Regions from separate parts of the Mus musculus genome. Here all the other regions are linked to region 2. Evidence: chromatin contacts called from public Hi-C and HiChIP or PLAC-seq data. All regions are on one chromosome and are shown on one strand. The core of a region is the stretch at or near the end of the contact, and the rest is flanking DNA. Distances in the headings are between cores, read along the strand shown.

What was found. Hi-C and Micro-C count contacts between places; a contact is called where the count stands out from the background. HiChIP or PLAC-seq counts read pairs in DNA pulled down with a chosen protein or histone mark.
Region 1: a contact with region 2 is called in an H3K27ac HiChIP or PLAC-seq map of embryonic stem cells, with 5 read pairs. The contact joins two enhancer-like sites.
Region 3: a Hi-C map of granulosa cells shows a contact between it and region 2, with 4 times the contacts expected there. The contact joins two enhancer-like sites. A contact is called at or near these places in 29 of 484 Hi-C or Micro-C datasets (the AML12 cell line, the C2C12 cell line, Sertoli cells and 17 more), 10 of 115 datasets of contacts at active chromatin or transcription factors (astrocytes, differentiating embryonic stem cells, embryonic basal ganglia and 4 more) and 4 of 9 other capture datasets (adipose tissue, embryonic stem cells, embryonic trunk and 1 more).

The regions. Positions count from the first base shown.
Region 1 is chr16:73,095,018-73,098,212 of GRCm38.p6, reverse strand. All of the region lies in intron 2 of 4930500H12Rik (a long non-coding RNA gene), which reads right to left. Among named protein-coding and RNA genes, the nearest start is that of 4930500H12Rik, 24 kb to the right of the region's middle. Within about 2 kb of position 1,927, at least 21 of the 459 cell types and tissues checked have an H3K27ac peak or open chromatin away from gene starts, as enhancers often do. A contact at or near this core is called in embryonic stem cells, where this site is marked.
Region 2 is chr16:72,697,676-72,701,333 of GRCm38.p6, reverse strand. The region is part of intron 1 of Robo1 (roundabout guidance receptor 1); the gene reads right to left. Among named protein-coding and RNA genes, the nearest start is that of Robo1, 36 kb to the right of the region's middle. Within about 2 kb of position 2,008, at least 40 of the 459 cell types and tissues checked have an H3K27ac peak or open chromatin away from gene starts, as enhancers often do. A contact at or near this core is called in embryonic stem cells and granulosa cells, where this site is marked.
Region 3 is chr16:72,973,827-72,977,187 of GRCm38.p6, reverse strand. The region is part of intron 12 of Robo1 (roundabout guidance receptor 1); the gene reads right to left. Among named protein-coding and RNA genes, the nearest start is that of Gm52247, 16 kb to the right of the region's middle. Within about 2 kb of position 1,442, at least 6 of the 459 cell types and tissues checked have an H3K27ac peak or open chromatin away from gene starts, as enhancers often do. A contact at or near this core is called in granulosa cells, where this site is marked.

The DNA.
Region 1 (3,195 bases), core at 678-3,177, 400 kb before region 2:
GCTATGTTATCTTAGCTGCATGGTGTTTTATTTGTGAATTCATTACTGTTAAGTGGGGTTTGATGTTTTTCTTTTTTCTCAAAATAAGGTTTCTTTGTGTAACAGCTTCCTCTGTTGACTCTGTAGACCAGGCTAGCCTCGAGATGAGCTTCCCTCTGCCTGGAGTGCTGGAATTAAAGGCATGGATCACCACTGTCTGGCACAATAAAATGATTTTTAAAGTTTTTACACATAATTTGAATTTGCAAGATTCTTTGCAAACAGGCCCAATAAAGACCTTTCTGCCCCTCCCCACTTTCCTGCTTTGACAGTATGGTGTCTGTGGGGATGGATTTGATTTATGAGTCTTTGGGACAATGTAAAGTCGTAGGTTCAACACAATTAAGACAACACAGTCAGCATATTCTTCAGTTGTATGCATTTTACTAATTCCCTGCAAGCGCCAGGCTTAGCACCTTCTGATGTCCTTTCATCCTTTCCCTGGCACAGGCGTGCACCCTTCAGATTGTGACATCAGTTATCTCCCTCCAAACCCTTCTGAGGTTCTTTCTCCATAATTGTGAGATTTATCATGGCAACGTTTTCTGTTTCCTTATCTTTCTTGACCACGGAGAAAAGCAAAATCTTTTAAGAGTTGACCAAGAGTTGAATGAAGCACTGTGGCATTTTAGTAAGGGACCCATCAAATACCCATGGAACGCAAAACTCCACAGAATTAGTCATCCGAAATAATAAATCGTCGTCCCCGCGCCAGCGTTTGCAGACTGCAGCCCTGACCACACACACACACACACACACACACTTCTCCTGTGGCTGCCAATCAAATACAGACATCCTTGTCCAGAACCCAGATGACTCAGCACAAAAAGAACTGCGACCTGTTACTACTGAGCATTTCATCGCAGAGAATGCCCCCCAAAAAGAGAGCTTAAAACGCAGCAAACCTTAGCCCACTGCTAACAGAAATGAGAGCCTCGGAAAGAGATGCCCAAGCGTCCTCTCACAATCTAGGAAACTGATCTACGCGCCCCCTGCTTAGACAACCAATGTTGTTTTTTTTTTCCTCCCCCTCTGTTTCCCTCAAAGTCACTTTCATCTTCCTTTATAAAACTTTCATGGAAAGCTATTGAATGACTTGAGGAACAAGTTCCCCAGCTATAAACAAATACACACAATGTGAATGCAAATCCCCTCTACTCGGTATGGGTCTTTGGGAGGCCATTGCCCCTGGGCAGTTCTGTCCTGCTGGGGTGGAGCCCGCCGTGTGGATGTTTGATTTGCTTTGAAGTCTGACAAGCCACCTTGAAAATGTTTTCCAGAGACCATTGCCCGAGTCTCCGAATTAGTCATTAATACGGTTGGGACAAACTGAAGTGCATATGAACAGCGTTAAACACACACTCCTTTGTTGTGGTTATTATGGTCATTTAAATGAAAGAATCTGAACAGCAGGGGCCTGTTGGGCTGGCTATCTTAATGATTCTTTTGAGAAACTCAGATGAGATTTAAAAGAAGCTAGATCTGAAACACAATCCTAAGGGTACCTTAAATTATGACCTTGACTGATTTTGCAACCTAAGGCTAGTGACAAAACCTCCCCTGCTCTGTAAGGGGGCTATAAAATTTTAATGAGATGCTAGCCCATGGAAAGTCTCAGAAATTAACTCTTGCCTAAATTTTGCATGTTTTCTTTCCCTTGTAGTCAGGAATTAATCTAATGTCCAGTTCTCAACTCCTCCTGCTGAGTTGAACACACACACATACCTACCTCAAAAGTCACATCCTGTTTTTCTTCATTGAAAAACTACTGCAATTATAAATGTTAGCTATGAAGCAACAGTGCACATGGAAATTAAGTGCTTCTATCTACACTGCAATTTTCCAGCCCCACTCCTCCCTCCCTCCCTCCTACCAGCCTCTTCTTCTCTCATTTGTCTTTATCTCTGTCTCTCATCGGTTCTCCCTCCTCTCCCAACCCCCTCCCATCCTTCCTCTTACTTTTCTCTTTCTCTTGTGCTCAGGCCAATGCTTACACTTGAGTCCAGGTAGGTGTGCTAGTGTGTGCATGAGCCAGTAAAAACCACAAAGTCCACCTTCTACCTTGTTTTGTTCTTTTTTGTTTTTATATTTTTGTGGGGTTTGTTGTTTTTGCTTTTGAGACAGTGTCTTATTCTGAACTAATTGTCTAGACAAGCTGGTCAGCTCCTCTGAGCATTCTCTTCCCTCTTCACCACACTTACAACCAAGAGCTGCCACGCCCAGTCCTTCCTTGGGTGATGGGTTTCTGAAATCAAGTCCATTGAGCCATCTTCCCAGCTACTTCCATGGGTCTGATGGGAACAGAGCTAACAATGCCTACAGATGCTGAACTCTGCCTGGCAAGTTCCTTTAACAAACGGATGACCCAATGACCTGCAGCATTGACATGTCCGAGCATTGTGTCTTATTGTAGATCCACTGAACCAGAATGTGCAGTTTAGGATGCACCCAGGAAATTTGGGGGGCATATCAATTCAAGAAACATCGCTTAGTTCATTTCCATCTCTGATTCTGCAGAGCACGATGGAACTGTTTATTAATCACACATATTATCAAACTTTGATAATTATCGGGGGAAAAATAGAGGTAAAAAACAAGCCATTTCGGTAGCCACTGTGCCTTTCTTGCGATCCTACACCGCTCCCCGAGTTTGCCAAAAGATGAAGTGGAGGAGCAGCCTGCATACTCCTGGAAAAAGAGTTCCAGGACATGAAGCCTGAGTTGCTAGAAGTAAATTCTGCCCACCAATGTAGGGCTGAAGGAGATTGCCCTTGGGTGTGAATTTCAGTCATTTCCAAGTCCTTTCAGAAGCAAATCATTTTACCCCTTATGCAAATCAACCTCCAGATGTTACAGGGTATTATAAATCATGCACTGCTCATTCCCAAATGGCAGTTCTCTAGGACTCCAATGGTTTCACCTTTCAAACATCACGCGGAACTTGTGTCTTCGCTTTTTTTCAATATTCTAAGAAAAAATGAAGACGCAAATAACGTGAAGTGAATCTTCAGATATAACTGATATTTCTGTGGACATGCACTTAGGTAGCATGCATAAGGGCAATAACAAAATCATACAACTTTTATGTGACCTATTACGAGTGCCTCACCATGGTATTTTCTTAATTATGAATAAAAACCAAAATGTTCATTTTAT
Region 2 (3,658 bases), core at 759-3,258:
GTCACTTACACTGTGTGTGTGTGTGTGTCTGACTAAATACTTTAAATATATGTGTGTACGCATATATCTATGTGCATGTTAAATGTTCATGTACGTGTGTGAATTTTTTTGTGACAGCATTTCAGTCTATAGCTTGGATTATCTTAGAACTCACCATATAGCACAAGCTGACCTCAAACTTTCTGTGATCCTCCTGCTCAGCCTTCCAAGCACTGGCAACACGGTAACTGTGAAGTGCATGTAGCCAGGATACATACATGTTTCAGAACTTTGTCATTTTAGCCTCCCTTTCCCCATGCACAGGACTCTCTCGATCTATGATTACTGCTATCAAAGTCCACCATCTGTTAGGAACACAGAATCTGATCGGCCTCGTTAATTAGTTAATGACTAGAAGCCCCCTTAGCTCATGGCTCTCCAGGCTGATAAGTCCCAATGCATGGGACTGGCATCTGTTGAAATTAAAGTACGTTTAGACATATAAATCTAATAATGGCCTATATATTTACACATACAGAACCAATAAAATGAGATGCTTCCACCCCGTGGGAAGTTCAGTCAGCCAAGCTGGAGGCTGAGGAAGGAGAAGACAATGTCTACCCACAGCACTCAGTCATTTCAGCCAACTAACCCTATGCCTGGCTCTTTTGTACCAATGTTTTCAGACCAAGACCTTTCCAGCGTTTCCTTCTCCACGTTTGATGCTGACACTGCATAAAACACTGAGAAGACTAGCAGAGAAAGCAATACAATTGTGGCAGGAGGGTGGAACAGAGAGGGAGCCCTTCCGACCAGCACTCAAAGAAAGGCCGGAAGCCTCTCCCCACCCAGTCTGACCTATCATGCAAAACACCCCCTAAAGTGTGCAGCGCACAAATGCCCCAGTGTGTTCATCCACGAGCCACTGAGCCTTTGACCTCTCGCCGGCTCTCTCCACTCCACCGTCAGGTGTGCCCTTGGCTCTTATTAAACTATCTCTTCTATTACTGCAAATGTATGTCGGGCCAAATCTTTGTTCGGAAACATAAGAACTTAGCAGTCTCGCCAGGCACCCTCCCGACCCTAAGCCATGCTTAGCCTATAACTGTATCAATGTGTGAGTACAGTCATGCCAAAGTGCATATGTGGAGTCTTCGCGGTACTGTAGATGCCACCCGTAACATTGAAGGTCTTGTCGTTAGGCATCAGAACCATGGTATGTAACAGTCGTGTGTGTGTGTGTGTGTGTGTGTGTGTGTGTGACTCACTGTGAGGATACAAAATGTCTCTCGTAATGTTCCCCACAAGTCGCCAGCACCGAGATGCTCAAGAACCCCTGATCCTAATGGTTCCAGAGAGCCTGCTCCATCCGGAACCATCTGCACAATTAAAAGGAAGTGCTCAGGGACAAGGGAAAAGGCTGGACCATCCAAGGCTAGACCTCGTGCCTCTTCCGTAACTAAAATCTGGGTCCTGAGGCTGCAAGAGTTAACAAGAGAACACTGTATCCACAGTGCATTCTCAGCCCATTTACGCCCAGTCAAGGTCAAACGCTGCTCAAATCTGCACTCCCTCTGACTATTTACAAACCTCCTTATCCACACTAGTCCTCTTCAAGTTCTGCCATCGCTCTTCAGGACAGAAGTATTTATTTAATCAACAAGTACAGCTTGAGGAACATCAGGCTCTTATTCATGGCTAAGTAATTAAAAACGGAAAACACATCTCCGAATGCCTAATATATGCAGGCATTAATTGGTTCAATTGGCGAATGTTTCCCCAGACTGCATTTGTTTCTGGTGGATGGGCCCTACGTTCCCACCCATGCCTCCTGGCTTTCAGGGTTTGCTAATTAGTGCTTTCCTAATCCCATTCAGAAAACTAGAGCAAGTCTTTTGCCATTCCCCTTCCAGAAATGGGTGGTCATTGAGATTAGGTCAAGCCAGCTCAGCCTACAATGGCATCCTTAATCAGCCAACGCGAAATCAAAATGAGGCAAAAAAAAAAAAAAAAATCCTGGCTTTTATCTCACACTGTCTTTGGAGCTAATTAAAATGCAGGGGCTCTTCCTCCTGTGACAGCCCTGCTGTTCCATACACTAATAAGGCAACAAAAGGTGCTGAAAGCAACGGGCTGAATAATTGTTGAAATTTACAGTTCCTTAATGGCAACTGTTAAAAGATTTCTGCCTCTTCCATAGAGTCTATTGCCTTCTGCTAAAGCCTCACCAAAGAGTTCTGCTCCCGAATTCATAGTAAGAATCACACACATTCGTAGGGGATTGTGTTCCTCTAAAGGGATGTCCCTTTTTTTGTTTGTTTGGTTTGGTTTTCTATTCCTTAGTTGGCTTTTTACACACTCTACTAACCAAAGAGTTAAATAAATACCACCATGCTTTTTAAAATATGTCCCCAGAGTATGATGGGGGCGGGGAGGGGGGAATGGGGAGGTTGTCTGTTGCCTTAAAGGAATCTCTGAGAGTCTGTTGGTATAATACAGACAAAGGTGAGAGGAGAAATGGAAAACACAAATTACAGGCAAAAGAAGAAAGAAAGAAAGAAAGAAAGAAAGAAAGAAAGAAAGAAAGAAAGAAAGAAAGAAAGGAAGGAAGAAAGAAGGAAGGAAAGAAGGAAAGAAAGAAAATGCACACAGAGCCAGCTACATGTGCAAGTTGGGATTAGAACCTTCCTAGTCAACCAAAAGAAAATTTTAAATTAATAACCAACCTTAATAAAAAAAAAATTCCCTCCTCAGCTAGAGTAAGCTTTTGATCTGACTGCTTCCCTCCCTCCGGGTATTTCTTTATGTTTATTAAAATGCACCTCCAGCATGTTACAAGTAAAACAATAATTTCCTACACTTAAATACATGTACAAGCATATAATTTGGGGATACAGTTGCCAAGGAACACCACATGTTCCAAACGCATATACTAAATTAAATCCACATTATAATTATATTGAAAAATCAATACATTCGGAGGGGATTCAACACGTTCAAAGAGTCGCAAACTGTAATTGTGAGAAAGTGACCTACCTACCTCCCTGAGCCCTGGCAGGATGTAAGACACCTGGACAGGAGGTGGGTGCCCACCTCAAAAGCCTGAGCATAAAAACATCTTAAGAGGTTCTAATCTCTCCTGGCACCATGTCACACTGCCATGGTGATGTGTTATCACTAAGAGGTACCCAAGGCAACCTTGAAGCTGCATGTACAAGCTCCCAAATCAGATATATATGGATGATATAGAAATAAAACACTCTTTCCAAGAGAAGAATTATTCCACACTCAAAAAGTTAAATATCTGCACCACAGGCTTTTGGAAAAGCAGTCACCCTGTCACCTGATATTAAAATAAAACAGAGTGGGCAATGGTGGTACACACCTTTGATCCCAGCACTTAGGAGGCAGAGGCTGGGGGAATCTCTAAATTCTAGGCCAACCTGGTGTACAGAGTGAGTTCCAGATAGCCAAGGTTATGCATAGAAGTACTCTTGAAAAACGAAACAAACAAACAACAACAACAAAACCCAAAAACCATAGTATCAATTATTATTTACAGCATAGAAAGACAAGTAGTAAAAATATATTCTTTTTCAGATGAAAACTAGCTTCTTGGGTCTTTGCCACTTACTTGTTATGTGTGTGCAATTTTTAAAATGTCAAGACATGTCAGTCT
Region 3 (3,361 bases), core at 193-2,692, 280 kb before region 2:
ACAGAAGGGGGGAGGGGAGAGGCAGAACACGTAGGAAGCCCATGAAAGCCGAGAAGGGCAAGAGGCAAAGATAACAGTGGCAAACAGTAATTTTTAAGAGAGCCTCATACCATGTAATGATCATTACACTGCTGAGCCTTAGGGCATGGGGCTGACTCTGAGTTTGATTCAGCCCTCTGTCCGGATCCTAACCATTCAAGGAAGAAAGGGGCAACGAATTGCAGCTGAGCCCATGGGGGAATGCAAAGCTTGCAGACAGTCAGGGGAAACTGAGCGTGGAAGGCAGCTGAGCGCACATCTCCTAGGAGAGACCTGGGTCTCTTCCCAACTATCTTCCCAGCGGATGGCACAGACACGCTGCACAGGGAAAGCCACAGAAGCTATGGTGAAGGTCTGATACCGCAAGTCTGGTTAGGTGCGAGACAAGCGCACTTACCACCATTTTCATTGACAACGGTTTAGCTTACTATATTGTATGGGAGATTTAATAATGGGTTTGCAGTCTCGTAAATACTAAAATGTTTCAGAGGAGACGAACAGCACAGTAAGAAGTGAACAGCCAATAGGGTCCAATGTTGTACTATTGGAGCGGGGGTGTCACGGAACTGTTTACTAAATTTATTTAACTCTACTCAGAAAAACTGCCTATTGCGAAAGAGGCCTTCTTATGTACAGATGTGTTTCTGTTTCAAACAGTAAAAGAAAATGCACTGTAAAGAACAATAAAATATTAAGATTTGAAAGGGACTATGGAACTAATTAATAGACTATTATATTTTGACATATGCAGTTTAGATGTTACAACCTAAAAAAAAAAAACAACAATAAAAAACCAACCAACCAACCAAACAAACAAACAGACAAAAAAACCCCAAACCAATACCAAACCAAAATGGAAAAAAAAAATCGAAAGTTTGCTAAATGATCAAATACCCCTGTCCCAGGATAGGAAAAAAGAAAAACCATGAATATTTAAAAAATAAAATTTGTGGAATTCAGAGAACCAAGATGAATGGAAGAAAGGATAGAAGGCTCAATCACTATTAAACATTTGTGCCACCTGGATGTCTGCATGCCCCACCTAAAAATTAAGTTTATAAATAAGGAAAATGGTGGGACACGATGGCACACACCTTTAATCCTAGCACTTGGAAGGCAGAGACAGGTGGATCTCTGTGAACCTGAGGCCAGTCTGGTCTTCATACTGAGTTCAGGACAGCCAAAGCTACACAGTGAGTCCCTTTCTGAGAACAAGCAAAACAAAACAGAACCAAACCAAAAATAAAGAAATGAGCAAGATCATAAAAAAATAACGACACTAGGATAACTCCTGACCCCGCCCTTTCCCCATTTCCCTATACCGTCATCCCAGTGCTGACTTATACCAAGCAGACAGTGCTAGGGAGAAAACATCCAGTCATTACAAGGCCATCTCAGGCACTTTATCTTTTCTCTCTGTTCTCTCCATGGCTGCTCTGCTAAAACACCAACTTCAAGGAGAGAGGGAAGCAGATGGAACAGGAAAAGAGAAATAAACCCTGGAGCAGTCTGAGTGCCTTCCCCTAGGGAAACCACAGCTCACATGACTTGGGGAAGACAGCACCCTCCCATCAGCCCAATCCAGGGCCTTATGCACACTAGGCAAGAACTCTATTACGTGTCTGAGTTGTCACACGGATGCCAAGGACTGGGCTCAGGCTCTCAAACTTGAGTGGCACACTCTTATATAGTGCTCTTTCTCTCCAGGCCCATACTGGTATTCCTGATGAATCCTATGTAATATTCCATATGTGTTCATTTCCATTAAAAGTTAAGGCTCAAGAATTGCTCAAGGATAGGGCCTACAGAGTCAGAATGGCATTGCGTGCCGACAAAACCCACACAACCTCTATCTGACAGCCACACAGCTGATATTCCTCGCAGAACCAAATGTTGCCAGGTTCATTGCCAGGTTTGTGCTATTGTCACGTAAGATGGTAAGAAAGGGATCTCATAGTCTTTATGTGTTTGTTTGTTTGTTTGTTTGGTTGGTTGGTTTTGGTTTTGCCTTAGGCATATCAAGATTCTTGAATTTCTTTTATTAGGATTGATTTTTCAGTCATTCATTCACCACGTGTTGTCACTGGTCTCCTCTGAGCAGACTAAGGAGTCAGGGCTGGGGTTAGAGCTCTTGGGTAAGGTATGATCTTGTGACTATGAGAGCCTGGGTTTGATTCACAGGTACAGTTCCAACCCAAATAAAACAGAATTTTAAGAGTCAACCTGCAAAGGTGGTGCTCACATCCAGGGCATTACGTAATTCATGGTCTGACCAGTTCAAAATACAGGGGGAAAGATGACTTGATTCTGACATATTGCTGAAAAATCCCAGTAAGGGTGAACTTTGTTCAATTGGCAAGCACACCATTCAATGAACACAGACAGATCTCAGAGTTGGTTTCAACTGGAGTCTGCGCACTTCACTGAACCCCAACGAACACCCCCTCCTTAAGCCAATCCACTCATCCCAGCCTTTTATAGCAATTTTTTTCAGACCATAATTCAAGTACCAGATTTTTTAATTTGCTCTATTAATTTTAATCTTGTTAGTGCTGGCTCATCATTCCGAGATGTCAGGATATATTTAATTGATCCTCTCATTTGGCTTCATTTGCTAATTTTTGTAGTGTTATGATAGCTGAATTTTCTATGAGCCTTCTTGATTCTTAGTTTAGACGCTGAAAGAAACACATGTTTGCTATGACTTAGGAAAAGTCATAATAATATTAATTGTTGTTAATAATTAGTAACAATCCTTGTCAACTCTAGGGAAGGGAGTTTAGTTAGCCCCATCTCATACTCGAGGAGATAGGATATTTAGGACTGATCAACTTGCTAAGCACCACATGGCTAGACTGAGGAGATGACAGGAAAATATCCTTTATTTCAAAATGGTATGTATATTTCTCTAGATAGTCTCCTGGTTGACATAGATTCATTTTCTTATACTGTTTTACTAACTATGCATCTGAAGGAGGCTGTTTTAGCCCAAAGAAAAGGAAAAACTATCTTCATAAAACATATGAACAACATTATCATTTGCAAATGAGACTAGCATTAAGTCGGTCAACAACACTGGCATTTAGATTCCACTGGACAGAGACAGAGGGTAGGTAGGTAGAAACTTCTACTTGGGGAGGGAAGTTTAAATTCAGTTAGAAGCTGCTGTAGTTTCTACATTCTTTACAAATGCATATCTGATATGGCAAACCTCACACTGCCTCGAGGCAGGCTCCAAGTCTATTAGAGCTCCTGAGCAGGTGACTCACACTAGCAAATACAGGCATCTGGGTGTGTTGAATTCAGTACACAAGGAACAGAC